Regions from separate parts of the Mus musculus genome. Here all the other regions are linked to region 1. A link is a contact called in public promoter capture Hi-C data. All regions are on one chromosome and are shown on one strand. Each heading gives the region's core, a stretch centred on a gene start, on an enhancer-like site or on the middle of the called end of the contact. The rest is flanking DNA. Distances are from core to core; before and after follow the strand shown.

Evidence for each region. Promoter capture Hi-C pulls out the DNA fragments that hold promoters and counts their contacts.
Region 2: a contact with region 1 is called in a promoter capture Hi-C map of second pharyngeal arch cranial neural crest. The contact joins the promoter of Wtap here to the promoter of 1700010I14Rik in region 1. A contact is called at or near these places in 3 of 39 promoter capture datasets (cranial neural crest, pre-B cells and second pharyngeal arch cranial neural crest).
Region 3: a contact with region 1 is called in a promoter capture Hi-C map of pre-B cells. The contact joins the promoter of Tcp1 here to the promoter of 1700010I14Rik in region 1. A contact is called at or near these places in 2 of 39 promoter capture datasets (cranial neural crest and pre-B cells).
Region 4: a contact with region 1 is called in a promoter capture Hi-C map of pre-B cells. The contact joins the promoter of Agpat4 here to the promoter of 1700010I14Rik in region 1. A contact is called at or near these places in 4 of 39 promoter capture datasets (cranial neural crest, maxillary cranial neural crest, pre-B cells and 1 more).

What each region holds. Positions count from the first base shown.
Region 1 is chr17:8,986,178-8,989,899 of GRCm38.p6, reverse strand. It overlaps 1700010I14Rik (RIKEN cDNA 1700010I14 gene), which reads right to left and starts at 1,567. Exons shown (of 10, transcript NM_025851.3): 1 at 1,479-1,567. The coding sequence starts at 1,503. It overlaps Pde10a (phosphodiesterase 10A), which reads right to left. Exons shown (of 22, transcript NM_011866.2): 22 at 3,252-3,722.
Region 2 is chr17:12,990,674-12,994,395 of GRCm38.p6, reverse strand. Wtap (Wilms tumour 1-associating protein) reads left to right here and starts at 2,137. Exons shown (of 8, transcript NM_001113533.1): 1 at 2,137-2,319.
Region 3 is chr17:12,914,229-12,917,950 of GRCm38.p6, reverse strand. It overlaps Tcp1 (t-complex protein 1), which reads right to left and starts at 1,622. Exons shown (of 12, transcript NM_013686.4): 1 at 1,322-1,622; 2 at 68-153. The coding sequence starts at 1,385. It overlaps Mrpl18 (mitochondrial ribosomal protein L18), which reads left to right and starts at 1,860. Exons shown (of 4, transcript NM_026310.3): 1 at 1,860-2,004; 2 at 2,127-2,313. The coding sequence starts at 1,953.
Region 4 is chr17:12,117,397-12,121,118 of GRCm38.p6, reverse strand. It overlaps Agpat4 (1-acylglycerol-3-phosphate O-acyltransferase 4 (lysophosphatidic acid acyltransferase, delta)), which reads right to left and starts at 1,835. Exons shown (of 9, transcript NM_026644.2): 1 at 1,704-1,835.

The DNA.
Region 1 (3,722 bases), core at 318-2,817:
GATGGTCCCACCCACAAGGGGCCTTTCCCCCTTGATCACTAATTGAGAAAATGCCTTACAGTTGGATCTCATGGAGGCATTTCCTCAACTGAAGCTCCTTTCTCTGTGATAACTCCAGCTGTGTCAAGTTGACACAAAACTAGCCAGTACACCACCTCAGCCCATTTAAGAAAACCTCTCAGGGCATGGCCACAGGGCAACCTCATTTAGACAATTTCTTTTCAGAGCTCCTTTGTGAATTTATTTTGTGTCAGGTTGATAATCAAAATTAACTATCCCCTTGGTGTCTGTGTTGTAGGGTTTTATAGGGGGGATACCTCTCTCCAAGGTACTGACCAACACACACATGCACACCATACATGCAAAAACTAGACCAGCCTCAGAAGGGTCATAAAAGTCCAGGTTCAGGAAGCTCTACAGATACTGGTCTCCAATGTACCTCAGCAGACATGAGCCACATGCTTACTCTAATGACAAGAGACCATGTCTCCCAGCAGATGTCCTGCCAATGGCCTGGCTCTGAGCCTTGTGTGTGTTGAGTGTCTAGCATGCGGGCTGACCTGGCTAAGCACAACTGAGGCTGTTACCAGTTAGCCTCGTCACTCTCAAGGGACATCTGCAGTGTTGTCAGTGTCCCATCAATGTCAATGACCTCCACATCACTGCATGTGGATATGGGGGTTGGCTGTGCACTAGGACAGTAGACTTGCAACCTGTTGCTCTAGCAATATTCCCTGAGTGAACTCTGCCTCTCAATACTGGTGGTGTCACTTAGAGCTAGACTGTTAGGTTGTTAGATTTATTACATGTGAGCTGTTCCCTACTTTTATTATGTGTGGACAATCATCTATGTATTCGAAACAGACACCTGCTTGCCTGCCTGCCTCTCTGACCTGTAAGTCACATACCAAGAGAGCGGTGTGGTACAGGAAGTTTTGCAAAACTCTCAGCTTCAAAACAAAAAGCACTGAACGAGTATGGTGAGCCCCTCCATCCCTTTCCCTCCAAGGTACTTTTACACACACACACTCCATACGCCTTTACACACATCCTATAACACACATACCAAGGTGATAGTTACTTTTGATTATCAGTCTGACACAAAATAGAATCCAGGAAGGAACTCTCAAAAGAAATTGTCTAGATGAAGTTGTCCTGTGGCCATGACCTGAGGGGTTTTCTTAAATGGGCTGAGGTGGGAAGACCCACTCTGTTTCCTGGCGGGGTCCTGGAGCTGAGTGGAGAAATGGTGCGCGTGTGTTCTTTGCTCTCTGTTTCCGGTTGAGGACAGAAGTAGCCAGCTTCCTTAAGCTTCTGAAAGGTCTGAGTCGCTGGGTCCAAGCAAACCCTCCTGATCCAGGAGCTGACTTCCTGCCACCAGAAAGGTTTTTACTTTCAAAACCACTTCTGAGAAACCAGCTTTCCTGGACAAACATCAACCGGGTCAAAACCCACAAAAATAGAGGCAGACCACTTACAGTCAGGTTCCTGATCCTCAGCCATTGCCCCTCTGGTCGGCTCGCTGCCAACGGAAGCTGCAGTTGCCAACGGAAGCTGCAGTTGCCAACGGAAGCTGCAGTTGCCATGGAAACAGTAAATATTCCTAGCCCCTCCCCCTCAGTGTAACTCTGGCGCCCGGCCACAGGGTGGCAGAATAACAGAATAGCCAGGAGTCTGCCACCTTCCCCAGCCAGGTCTGGGAGCCCTGGAGGGATGCTCACTGGTTTTACTTTGCAAAACAAAACTAGGCAAGATTCATTACAGAGCATGGGACAAAAGATAACTGGTGTCCCCAGTGAATGTGCCCCCGCTGCAGTCCTTGGTTCTAGACGCAAGAACCAGAGCACACGGGATGCTAAAGAGGAGGGCTGAGGTGTTTCTGGACACGCGATAGGGTCACCAACTCAGATCCTCGAGTTCAGACAGAAAGGGAAGAACTCTGGTTTGCACAAGGCATGTGCTAGTAAGAGCGGCACCTCCCCTACTTCTGGAAAATGTTAATCTCCCCCCCCCCCCCACCCTACGGCCGAAAAAAAAATTCTTCCAAATCATGGCTTATGTCAGCGTAATCATTCTATCCCTTAGGTGACAAAAATCAGAACGTCAAGGGTCAAATATGTGTCGATTCTTAAGAATATAGTAAAACCCATATTCCCTCCTATTGTTTAGTCGTCTATCAAAGTGATTGAAGGAGAAGTATATTCAATTATTATCACTGCAACGACCTGTCAAAACTAAGGTGGATTTTTGTGGAAGCAAATCCCTGGCTCACTGCCCATGTTGTCCCCACGTGGGGGAGGGGGTGGCTCCTGAAGGCAGAGGAATGGAAGGACCAGACACCTGCGTTCACCCAGGGAAGAGTTTTGAGCAGCAATGGCTAAGTGCTATGGAAAGCCAGGAAGAACAGAGTTGCACCTAGTCCCAGGTGACCTATAACCTTAACCTATGACTCGGGCAGTGAATTCTGACCCTTTCAGCCTGGTTTGATATGAAAGGGAACTAGCAACTTTTCCACAGTGCCAGGCTGGAACCCACTCTTCAGAGGCAAACGAATGCCCTACCACCGAGCCACACACCCTGACCCCTTCCCCGTGAGGCTCAGGGCAGAGATGGTGGTGTTGGAGGAGGTAGAGCACATGTACACACAGTCTACCTCTGTCTTGGGTTTCTATTGCTGTCATAAACACTATCACCAAAAGCAACTTGGGAAGGAGGGTGTTTATTTCAGTTTACTCTGACCTTGAAGGAAATTGGAACTCAAACTGGGCAGAAACCTGGAGGCAGGAGCTGATGATGCAGAAGGCCACAGAGGAGTACTGCTTACTGCCTTGCTTCCTGTGGCTTGCTCAGGCTCATTTATTCCACAGTCGGGACCACCGGCCTAGGGTGTGGCACCACCCATAGTGGACCCTTCCATATCAATCACTAATCAAGGAAAATGTCTCACAGACTTGCCTACAAGTGAGTTACTATGGCATTTTCTCAGCTGAGGTTCCTCTTTCCACATAACTCTAGCTTGTGTGAAGTCAACAAAAACTAACCTGATAGGAGCAGGAAACAGATTTAACACTTATACTGAGAAGCTGGCCTCTGGCTCCTTTCTGGAGAGCAAGTGTTTTCTCAGCTGCATTTCATACAGACTGTGTTGACTCTCAGCCAAACAGTGTCTGTGGGAAGATCTGGCTGCCACCTATGGACAGCTTCTCTGGGCATCTGTCGCCTTCCCCACAAACGAGAGCAAACTTGAGAGATGATATTTTAAAAATGTTGTATTCAATTATTCACACCAAAGAATATCCATTAAAATTATGAACATTTCTAAATATATTTCATGTATCATACATATATATATACTTTATATGTATAATTACATATCCACAAAAGATTTCTTACTTCTTTAAGCATGTGAATAGAACAAAGATAGAGATTTTTGCAATGTAACACCCATATATGCATATATACTGGCTGTTTGAATTATGAATTTATTTACACCTTGTCTGAGTTATAATAAATGATTAATGTTCTATTATACAAACATAACAGTAAAGTTTTTTTAAATACAAAGACTGCAAATGAATACATGAAAAATTACACACATGTACAATATTTATAATTTATAAATGCAAAGATAAGACCTCTTTAAATTATTGCACTTGCGCACTTTACAAAGATTTTTTTTATGTCATACATATAAAATCATCTTTTTTTTTTGGAATTTACTA
Region 2 (3,722 bases), core at 888-3,387, 4.0 Mb before region 1:
TGGAAGGCTCACCACTCCAATCTGGGGGCTGGGAGATACAAGTTTCTGACCTGGATCTTGGCATGGAGATCTAGAGGCATGGTGGATATGAATTCCAGGAAATTAAGACAGGGAGATCTCTGAGTTCAAGGTCAGCTGTGGTTAAAGGCAAGGTGGCACACACCTTTAATCTGGGCCACACCTTCTGCTGGAGGCCTACAAAAAGACGTTGGAAGAAGGAAGATTTGCTCTCTCTCCTTCACCTGCTTGCATTGTGGGACTGAACAACTGCTAGATCCTTGGACTTCCATTCACAGCTGCTGCTGACCATTGTTGGGAGTTGGACTACAGACTGTAAGTCATCAACAAATTCCCTTACTATATAGAGACTACCCATAAGTTCTGTGACTCTAGAGAACCCTGACTAGTACAATGTGTTCAAATATATGTGTCTGTACCACAATATGCCTACCAAGACCAGAAATGGTCATCAGGTCTTCTGGAACTAGAGTTACAATTGTGAGCCATGATGTGGGTGCTGGAAATTGAATCCAGGTCCTCTGAAAGAGCAACAAGTACTCTTAATCACTGAGCCATCTCTCCAGCCCCAAGTTAATCTTTAAATTTAAAATAGTGTCTCTGAACTTCTTTGGTATTTGAATTTGTATCTCATTATCTTTTACACTAGAAATCTTTGAAGAAAGTAACATTAAAATGTTTGTACTACAATATATGTAACTTCAAAACCATAGCAACAATGTTATAACTACAAATCACTTAGTGAAACTGAGTGATTCTTAGGTATCTAGGACAGAGCCCTCTGTAGGCACAGAGCCAGAGCATGAAATTCAAACACTGCAGCTATATTCTTTCTTTTGTGTATCTTTCAGTTCCGCTATCAATTTTAATTTGAATTGATTCCTTTCAATTTGTTTTGGACTCTGGAGGGATTTTCTTGTTTTACCTATTCGTTTCATAAGTTTTGAAAACTCACAAGTCTTGCTGTTTCTACCTTTATCTCCTACAGCCATTACCCTCTTTTGAGTAACTATTAAGTTTCTGCAATATTCTTCCATTTTCTCGATATGTGCCTACATATATGTGTATATGTATTTCTACACCTTGCTTTATTCACTCAAGCCAGGACTCATTCCAAAGTAACACATAACTATTAATGTCTGCATCCTCACCAGGAAACAGGATTTCAATGTATATTTCCATTATAAACAAAGTTGATCCTCCTTCTATGGAATATTTTAAGGATCTGTGAACCATCTGTTCACGTCCTTCTCCATTTTCTTTAGTTTTCCAAGGACCCTGCGATGTAAACTACCTAGTGGTGGCATCTGGTCTCTACTGTAACTGTATCCTTATAAATGATCTCAGGCAGGGCACCTACGCTGGGGATTAACCGGGCTCATAAAACCGACTAAGCCTAAATATGACTGTCCCATCTGGGAAGTGCTGAAGAGACTGCCGAGCACCGCTGTTCTTGCTAGAGTACTCCAGAACCCTCACCCGGCTGCCTTCCCGGGGCTTCCAGTCTGCCCACACGCGCAGCCTCCTGGCTCCTCGACTCAAACCCAAAGACGCCCCGGGGCAAAGCCGGCGGCCCCAAGAACGGCGACGGCTTCTAAGTCCCCCTCCCCCGCCCCCAACTTAAAACGAGGGGCGCTTAAGCATGAAGCCGCTGTCTCCCCGTTCCGGCACGATGCGCGGAAGCATCCTGAGCTGTGAGACTGCCTGGAAGAGCCAATCACGCGCTTGTCGGCTCGGATTCCTCCGCCCAGGCCGCGCAGCAGCCGCAGGTGGCCCCGCCGAGCTTGTCCGGCAGCGGCCGTCGTCCCGAGATGCCTCGCGGGTGACCTCCGACCTCGCGGGCCCGCCCTTCTCTCCGGCCGCTTCCCTTCCCAGCCCCGCTGAGCTTGCAGAGCCCCGACGGGGCCGGTGCGGGCTTCCGCGGACTGTCTCCGTGCGGCGGCGGCGTAGTGCCGCTGCCTCTCCGCGCCCCGAGGTCCCGAGCGGGGCCGAGCCGGCCGCCCCTCGCCCCTTCTCTCCAGAGGCGCCCGGCGCGGTGACCGAGGAGGCGCCCGAGAGGCGCGTCTCGGGTGAGTGGGCCACGGGCGGGGTCTCCGCGGCGCGCTCGGGGCGGGGCGCAGTCCGGGCGGGGCGGGGCCGGCGGCAGGGCCGGCTTTCCTCCCTCAGCGCCATTTTGTGGCTGCGAGACCCGCAAATAAAGGTTCTCGCCAGCGCTGCGGCGGGAGGAGCGCGGGGGGGCCGGCGGCGGCGCGGCCTCGGCCTGTGTGACTGGCGGCGCCCGCGCAGCCTCGGGCTGGGAAGGTAGGTGCAGCCCGCAGCGGGAATGGCCACGAGGGCCTGTGGGGCCGGGGAGCGAGGCGCGGCCGCCCTAGACCCGGGGAAATGCACTCCGGGCCGGAAGGGCGACCGGGCCTGCGGCCGTGCAGGTTTCCCGTTAGGCAGAGCGGTTTGCTGCCCGTGGGGATCCTTGCACCGCTTCGCGGCCATTCTACTTCCGTCCCTGACGGCAGGGGACAGGGCGGGCGTTCCCGCGGCCGGGGAGGCGGGGAGGCCGGAGGCCGCCCTCTCGGGGCTGACTGGCCATGCCGGTCCTTTCCCCGCCTCTGTCGCCCCCTCCCACCTTCCAGGGTTCGTCACCGGGGACCCAGAGGTACCCACAGTTCTGTATGGCACAAGTGAAGCATTCTGTTTTGTTTTTTGGGTTTTTTTTTTGTTAAAAACAATTCCGTACCACGTAGTAGCTTGTCTTTGCAACCACGTTCACCTGTGGACTTCCATTTTTACATAAGTGCATGCATTGTGAGAGTAGTTCTTTTTTTTTTTTTTTTTTGACAGCTTAGTGGAATTTTTCGTGAACTTCTAGTCTAGTTTTGGATTTCTGTATGGCTGATTTGACCGTATTTAAAATTGTTTTGCATAAGACAGCGGGTGCACGGTAGAACAAGACCTAAGTTTTCCTCTCTGTGTACATGTTTTATGGGCGTGGGGGGCGGCTAGGCCTTGTGCATGCACGCTAGGCCAGCCTTCTGCCGTTCAGCAATTCCCCGAGCCCACAGTTCTTGGTTTGAGAATGAGGAAGTCAGTTAATTTGACCCCAAAGGACTAAGAATACACTGTAAGCTGGTTGTAAAGATCGGTGAGCCTGTTAAAGCTTCAAGGAGCATGTTATAATCCTCTACGTTTTATTTACGCCTTTTTCATCGTTTTCACGCTCTACCCTAGCCTTTTCATTTAGTTAATTTTATTGTTTGGAAAGATAGGTGGAAGTCACAGATCAGTTACTACAAATTCTACCTTTCTTTCCCTTTAGCTTATGTTTGAGCTTTGGGACTGGAGAGTTGGCTCAGCAGTTTCTCTTCCAGCACCGGAATGATGGCTCTTGACCATCCTTAACTCTTGTTCTGGAATTTTGACTTCCCACTTCTGACCTCAGTGGGTGGCATCAGGCGTGCACGTGATGCACATATATACGTGCAAAACATTCATAAAACATTTTTAAATGCGGTCTGGAGAGAGATGGTTCAGCGGTTAAGAGAACTGACTGCTCTTCCAAAGGCCTGAGTTCAAATCCCAGCAACCACATGGTAGCTCACAACCACCCATAAAGAGATCTGAAGCCCTCTTCTGGTGTATCTGAAGACAGCTACAGTGTACTTACCATATAATAAATTTAAAAATTTTTTAAATGCCTTTTTTTTAAACGC
Region 3 (3,722 bases), core at 373-2,872, 3.9 Mb before region 1:
TTTTTTTTGAAATTTAAAACAATGTACTTTTATCAAGGCAAGCAAGAGCAATTAGATATATACTTACACCAATATCATCCACCAACATTTTATCCAAGCCAACTGGCCCAAAAGAACTTTTAACAATGTTGGCAATAGAAGCTGCAGCCATAACTGTAGATGAACAGTGAAAACTAATTAGAACAACACATAAACTATGACACTCAACTACCTATGATTTGCTAAAATCTAAAGTCTGTAATTACTATTTAAAAAAAAAAAAATCAAGCCGGGTGTGGCGGCGCACGCCTTTAATCCCAGCACTCGGGAGGCAGAGGCAGGCAGATTTCTGAGTTCGAGGCCAGCCTGGTCTACAAAGTTGCTTCCAGGACAGCCACAGCTATACAGTGAAACCCTGTGTGTGTGTGTGTGTGTGTGTGTGGGGGGGGGGGGGAATCACTTACTTAAGGACCAGTGAAGGTTAACTATTCTTTTTTCTATTTAGTATTGGTATATCACCGATTGCAAAGATTTTAATGCCTCAAATTATAAGCAATCTTAAGTTCATTCCTTACTACTACACTAGGGGGGAAAAAACCCTTTAAGTTCAGCCTTTCTCTTCAGACTCTGGCAAGTTTAGTAAGAATATTAGATAGTTCACCAGGATAAAGTAGTAGTAATTTCTAAGAGAGTTGTTTAAAAAAAAAAAAAAAGCACAACACAGAACACGGTTCCTGCAAGGGAATGCTTTCAAGAACAAATTCAACCACAGCAAACCACGTGCTTACTCGTATTAAAGTTAACCACGATAAAGGCAGCTAAAAGTATCGCTTAATAACGTTCAGTTTGCATTCCGTTACGTTTTACTGGGGGAGCAGCTGTCACCTGCAGATTCTGGGCATCCAAGAACCAGACCAGGGAAGGGAAGCAACGCAAAAGCCACCTAGATTCTATGAGCATCTTCTCAAGGGCCAATGGAACCGGTGAAAGCTACTCTTTTCTGGCTATGTCAGAGGTGCTCCAACCGGCTTGGAACCCAACAAAGGAGCAGAGGGGAGTGGCGGAGAAGTCTATCTGGAGCTCCTCTACTAGGTATTGGGGCACGGACGCCCACACCCATCTTGAACGCCTCCCCCAACCGTGTGCATTCTCGAACATTCTTCCCTTACACGGTAGGGCGCAATGGCGCCGAGCCGGCCGCTAGTGAGGGCGGATCCGGGATGGCTGGGCTTCTCCTGAAGGAACTTCACTGGGCCCGGCGGACAGCCCCGGCCTACGGACTGCGGCTGGGCTTCGGCCTGCGCCGCCGCGAGCTGGACCCTTACCATTCTCTCGCCCTTACCATTCTGGGAGCGGACCGCCTCCCCAGTGCTGCGGTCCCCGAACACGGACAAAGGACCCTCCATCTTCAGGAAACGAAGCAAAGCTCACTACGGCCGCAGACAACCGATAGCTCCGCTCTGAGACCGTTTAACGGCCACCACGGCGGGGACCACGGCGTGGAAAGGCCCGAGCGATGCCGCGGGGCCTGCTGGGTAACACGCCCTGCGCGCTCTCCACGCTCCACCAACCGCAAGGTCTGCCGGGAAAGCGGTAGGGATTGACAGACGAGGGCTGGGCGGGGCGAAAAACTGAAAACGCCGGAAGTAGGGGGCTGCGGGACGCTGGGTCAACTAGAGACAGTAGAAGAAAGGCGCGAAAGTGGAAAACGGAAGTCAGGCTCTTGGCCACGGCTAGCGTGTCCCGCCCTCCGCCTCAACGTCTGCGGTGATTGGTGAGCCAGGGATACCGATCGCTCACTCGGCCACTCAGCACCAGGGAGCTTGTTAGTTCCGGGTCCTTGAGACACCGAGGTACTGCCGGCCCTTGTAGCTTTACCCACAGTTAACATGGCTGCGACTAGTTGTTCCCCGAGACGACCCTGAGCAAAGGAAGATAGGGCACTGTGTGACTTTGCCCAGGTCCCGTCAGCCATGGCGCTTCGGCCGCGGTTCTGGAAATGTCTGTCAGTTTGCAGGAAACTGGGTAACTAATCTCGCCCCACCTCCTTGCCTGCGCTCTGTGCACAGTACGTGTGCATTTGCAAATGCGATTTTGTACCTGATGTGGGAAAGTGAAAGATGCATGTGATCTTTTTCATTTTCTAGAGTGTGGGTTCGCAGCCCTCTCAACCAGTTCCGTGCCGGCCGTGCAGCCCGACGTGGAGAGTAAGGAAAACGAAGCGGTGGCCCCGGAGTTCACCAACCGGAACCCTCGGAATCTGGAGCTCTTAGGGGTAGCTCGGAAAGAACGGGGCTGGGCTACCGTGTGGCCTAACCGTGAGTTCTGGCACAGGTAATTAAAGTCGGCTTGTGACTGACTAAGCTGTGCTTAGCACCTTACCAATTTCACCAATCCCCTGACTGATCCTGCCAGGTAAGCCTCGGGATGTGTCAGGAAGATGACATGTGGGTAGAAAGCGACCTTGGAGCAAGCAACTAGTTAGTTGCCTTGAAGAAAACTTAAACGGTAATTTGAGAATAAGCGGCTATGTCCTGAGGCCTCTCTGAAGGTGACATGTCAAAAAGCTGAGATCTAAAGGACAGGAAGCCGCGAAATCATTTGCCATGAAGGCTATTCTAGCAAAGGAGGCTAGGAGGCTGGGATTGAGTGTCTGGAACTGACAGGCCTGTGTACCTACCTGTTCAGTAAGTAAAGGTGTGTGTGTGTAAGCTGTTACAGAATAGAGTGCTAAGTAGAATTAGTTATTAGCGTGCACATTAGGGTAAAGTTTGAGCCTTAATGATTTTTTAATGGGGGGAATAAAGGTTAAAAGTTCATTAATAGAAACATTTTATGAAATACATTTTAAAATTTGTATTCATTTAAAGCACTTACTGAGTTCACTGAGGACCCAGGCAGCTTACAATGGTCTGTAATTCCAGTTCCCAGGGATCTGACACCCTCTTCTGACCTTGGCACACAGCGATACATTCCCAAAAATAATCATACACATGGAAATAAATGTTAAATTTTATTTTGGGAGAACTACGCAGTTTAGATGAGTACCTTCATCACACAAAGCAAGTGCTTTACCTCTGAACTGCACTCCCCAGCCCCAAGATGGCTACTAACTGAAAGCATTGGATTTACAAGCAGTTATGCTAGATGCTTTAAATGTATGTCTTTTTTTTTTTTTTTTTTTTTTGGCTGGCCTCAAACTCAGAAATCCACCTGCCTCTGCCTCCCGAGTGCTGGGATTAAAGTCATGCGCCACCACGCCCGGCTGTATGTCTTTTTTTTTTTTTTTTTTTTAATTTAACTTTTTTTTTTTTTAAGACTTATTTATTTTGTGTATGGGTATACACTGTCTCTGTTTTCAGACATACCAGAAGAGGGCATCGGATCCCATTACAGATGGTTGTGAGCCACCATGTGGTTGCTGGGAATTGAACTCAGGACCTCTAGAAGAGCAGTCAGTGCTCTTAACCGCCGAGCCATCTCTCCAGCTCTTAATTCAACTATTTAAACTACATTATTATCATTGTAGGGGTTATCTTTTTACGGTGGTTATTATTTTTGTTACAGTGGGATTTTTCTGGTTTTTGTTTATTTGGTTGGTTTTTTTGTAATTACACATTTTTATTGTTGTAAGTACACTGTCGCTGTCTTCAGACACAGCAGAAGAGGGCATCAACAAATCCCATTCCAGTTTGTTTTTATTGTTTTTTTTTTTTTTTTTTCAGTTGATTGGTATGTGCATA
Region 4 (3,722 bases), core at 586-3,085, 3.1 Mb before region 1:
CTTTAGCTCCCATTTGTAGAGAACTTTTGTATCTGAAATGCTTAAAATCTCTGGAACTATGGTCAGTTTTTAAGACCGAGATAAATAACAGTAGTGAGATAAAGAACATTCTAGAAACTACTGGTTCTTCCCGCTTCCACGTAGCCAAGAGGCTAGGGTTCCAAGCTATGATTGGGCTTTAATAACCTGAAAGTAACCTGAGGCCTTTTAAATTCTTACCACAGATAATCTCAGTAATACAGGACTCTATATTGGTACCAATAAGGAAGGAATTCTGGTACTGGGCATGCACATTAGAAGAGGGTCCATTATCAGGCTTGCTTCAGAGGTACTGAATATAAGCAGCACCCAAAACCACTAATGGGCCTGCCTTCTAAGCAATGAATTATTTGTATCAAGTTTTGTCCACCTCTGCTTATTACTGGGTAGGTGATAATTTCCTCTCGTGTCTTAGTTTTCTTCTGAAGGTTTGTTTTTTCCTCCCTACGTTGCACCAGAAGGATATCATACCTCTAACTTGGGAGTCTTAATTGTTTTTCTCAAAAGGAACCTTACCCACCCACCCCCGATATACAGAGACACACATGCACACATCCACACTACGTTTCCCTCCTCTTGAGATAACTTTTTCCCCCCAGTAGGAGATGCTGAGTGATAACTTCAGATGAGCAGATCCGTGCCAGGTTTGGAAAGACTAGAGGGTAAACACTGGGTAATCCAGGTGAGAGCACCACAGAACAATACCCTAGAGACCCAGCTGGGTAGTTAGCATTTCTTATGCTAACTGAACTTTGATTTGTGGCTAAATGAAGTTCAGAATAGAGCCAAGACTCGTTTTATACATGTTTAGACTTGTGGGTGAGCCTGAACAGCTGATAACATATTTACCAGTGTGAATTATCAGGTACTTTGCAACACTTTATTTCAATGCAGTATCCTCCTATAAAGAGTTAAATCCCCCTGCCCCTCTTAGTTTGTTCAATATCATGTCTTAAGAAATTAGTTAAGTTTCTAAAAGCTGCCCTTAATACTGGAAAGCTTCAAAAACATAAAAGAACTCCCTTTAAAAATCCCGACATATGATGGAGAACCCAGAAGCTTAAATTTAAGTAAATAAAGCGGTGATTACAAATGCCTGTTTCCTTGACAACTCCCCTCCCCCAGCCCTCCTGCGATAGGGAAAAACCAAAATGAAAACGAGAGGAGGGGGTATCTACAGAGTCACGTTGCGTTCCAGCGAGGCCCAGCCAGGCCAAGCCCAGGAAGGAAATACAAATAAATCAATTTAGATTGGGACTGTATTTTTGTGGAGTATATTTTTGTGGTTGTCATAGAAACACCAGAGACAGAAGAACGTGTTGCACGAAAAGAGAGCCCGTATATGTAACAGGAGCCATCGCTACACCTTCACGGTAGCCAAGAAAATGCTTCCACCCTGGGAGGGCTGCTCGCAGAGCCCCCAGAAAGCTCCTCACAATCTGGCACAAAGCAGTGGTCGCGGAGCCCCGGTGCTCCTCCCTCTGCCCCCACCCCCACCCCCGCATCATTCGCTCCAACCCCACCAGCATCCCGCTCCGAGCCTATCCCTTCCAAAGTACTAGGAAACCAGCCGAGCAGAGGGACCCCTGCCAGAGAAGGGCATCCGATCATCACACGCCACACCCCAGGAGAAGGTGCCTGGTAATCGTACCAACACCACCTACCTCGCTCCGGGCAGTTCTTTGCATTGGTGCTCACAAGCCAGAACTGCGAGGCAGGAGCCTGAGGTTCAGAAACTGCCTCTACTTTAGAGAAGCTGTAAGTCAGCCAACACTGGAAAGAAAAAGCGAGACTCCACCCAAAGGGGTGGACCCTTCGGGAAGGGAAAAAAAGGTGGTCCTCGGCTGACGTCTCTCCCCACCCATGTCACTTCCTTTTAAAGCTACGACTTAGCAGCTACTGGGAGGGAAGCTCGGACCCCGTGTAACATGAGTCACCCTCTCCTTCCAATGAGTGTAAAGAAGTGTCCAGCTCGGCCTCCTGTTGGAGCCAGATGGGGATTGGGATCGAGTAGTCACCCGCGTGGATAACAAAGCCATCCCAGTGGCCTGCCGCCACTCGCCCAGCTCAAGAGCCCTGTTGCATCCCCGTGCAAACAGCCTGAGAAACCTCGGCCTCCTGCCCTGGAAATTGCCCCCCCCCCCACGCCCCAAGTCCCCTGTGCCATTTCGTTTGGGGGTGGGGGTGGGGGGAAAACAGGATGAAAGCTGAAGCCCGCGCACTCTAGTGCCTTGCTCACCTCTCCTGGCCACCACTCCGCCAGCCCGGAAGCCCCTTCCAAGATCACGCCCAGCGTTCCCGAGACTAGGACCAACAGACCTAGGATGCCCGGAGCTCCTGTGGATGGATGCTCTCCTTCCAAAGCTGGGTGCCAGCGGGTGCCAGGACTGCCTACTCATGCTAGTGCGCACAAGCAGGCAACACACACATGCACATGACATTTACACTCTTGTTAAGTTAGCAAGGGTCTGAGCAGATTAACCGAACAGAGTCCTGAAACTTTAAGGGGGCGGGGGGGGGGCGGTGTTGGAAGTGCGCAAAGGCCAGGTCTGTGACATTCCTGGAAAGGTGAATTCAATCTCTGGGTGCCTAAAGTGCCCTTCAAATACGGGCTGTTCAAGACACTGTCGCAGATGTTTACATATTTACAGAAAGAATGCCCCGTGGTCGCTCTACTTTCTAGCGCGAGCAGTACTGAGAAGTTCCTCCTCCAGGCTGCAGAAGCACGGCAAATAGCTTGCCCTGCAGACAGGAGCCAAGAAGAAGGTACTCAAGAAGCAGGAAAAGGGTTTGGACTTTGACATCCTGAAGATCATCTAGAATGTGAGAGGAGCAAAGCCAAATGGAGTGAGGGTGGAGGGCATAAGGAAGAATCCAAACCGAAAGCCCATTTGTGGGGTGTAAAAATTAACTTGAACGGCTAGCAAGGGCTATAAAAGTTGTTAGTAAAGAGTTTCCTATAAGTACTGGAGAGATGAGGTGGCTCCGGGTTTAAGAGTGCTTACCGCTCTTGAATAAGTCAGGGTTCAGTTTCAGGCACCTGGCAGCTCACAATTGCCTTTAACTCTACGGAATCCATCACTCTCTGATGTTGGCCAGGGGCACCTGCATGAATGTGGTGCACATAAACTCACATAAGTACACACGCGCGCACGCATATACACACACACACACACACACACACACACACACACACATAACATAAATTACTCCGAATTTTTGTTCTTGGAATCCAATGTAATATTTAAGTTCTTGTTCTTGTTAACTCTAGCTTCTAGAACATTCAATCCCCTCTGGCCACATAGAGAAATGGTCTCAGCACCCCCTCTCCCCAGTAAAATTCTCTCTTATAACTTTTCAAGTTATATTTTGTGACTTTTTTTAAACATTGACCATACCATTTTATTTATTTTTTTTAAGATTTATTTATTTATTATATGTGAGTACACTGTAGCTGTCTTCCACACTCCAGAAGAGGGCATCAGATTTCATTAGAGATGGTTGTGAGCCACCATGTGGTTGCTGGGATTTGAACTCAGGACCTTTGGAAGAGTAGCCAGTGCTCTTAACCGCTGAGCCATCTCACCAGCCCATATTTTGTGATTTTATTGTTGACGGGAATCAATGAGTTTTCCAAAAATACTTTCCAGATAGTTAATTTTTTTTTCATAGTGGCATTTTGG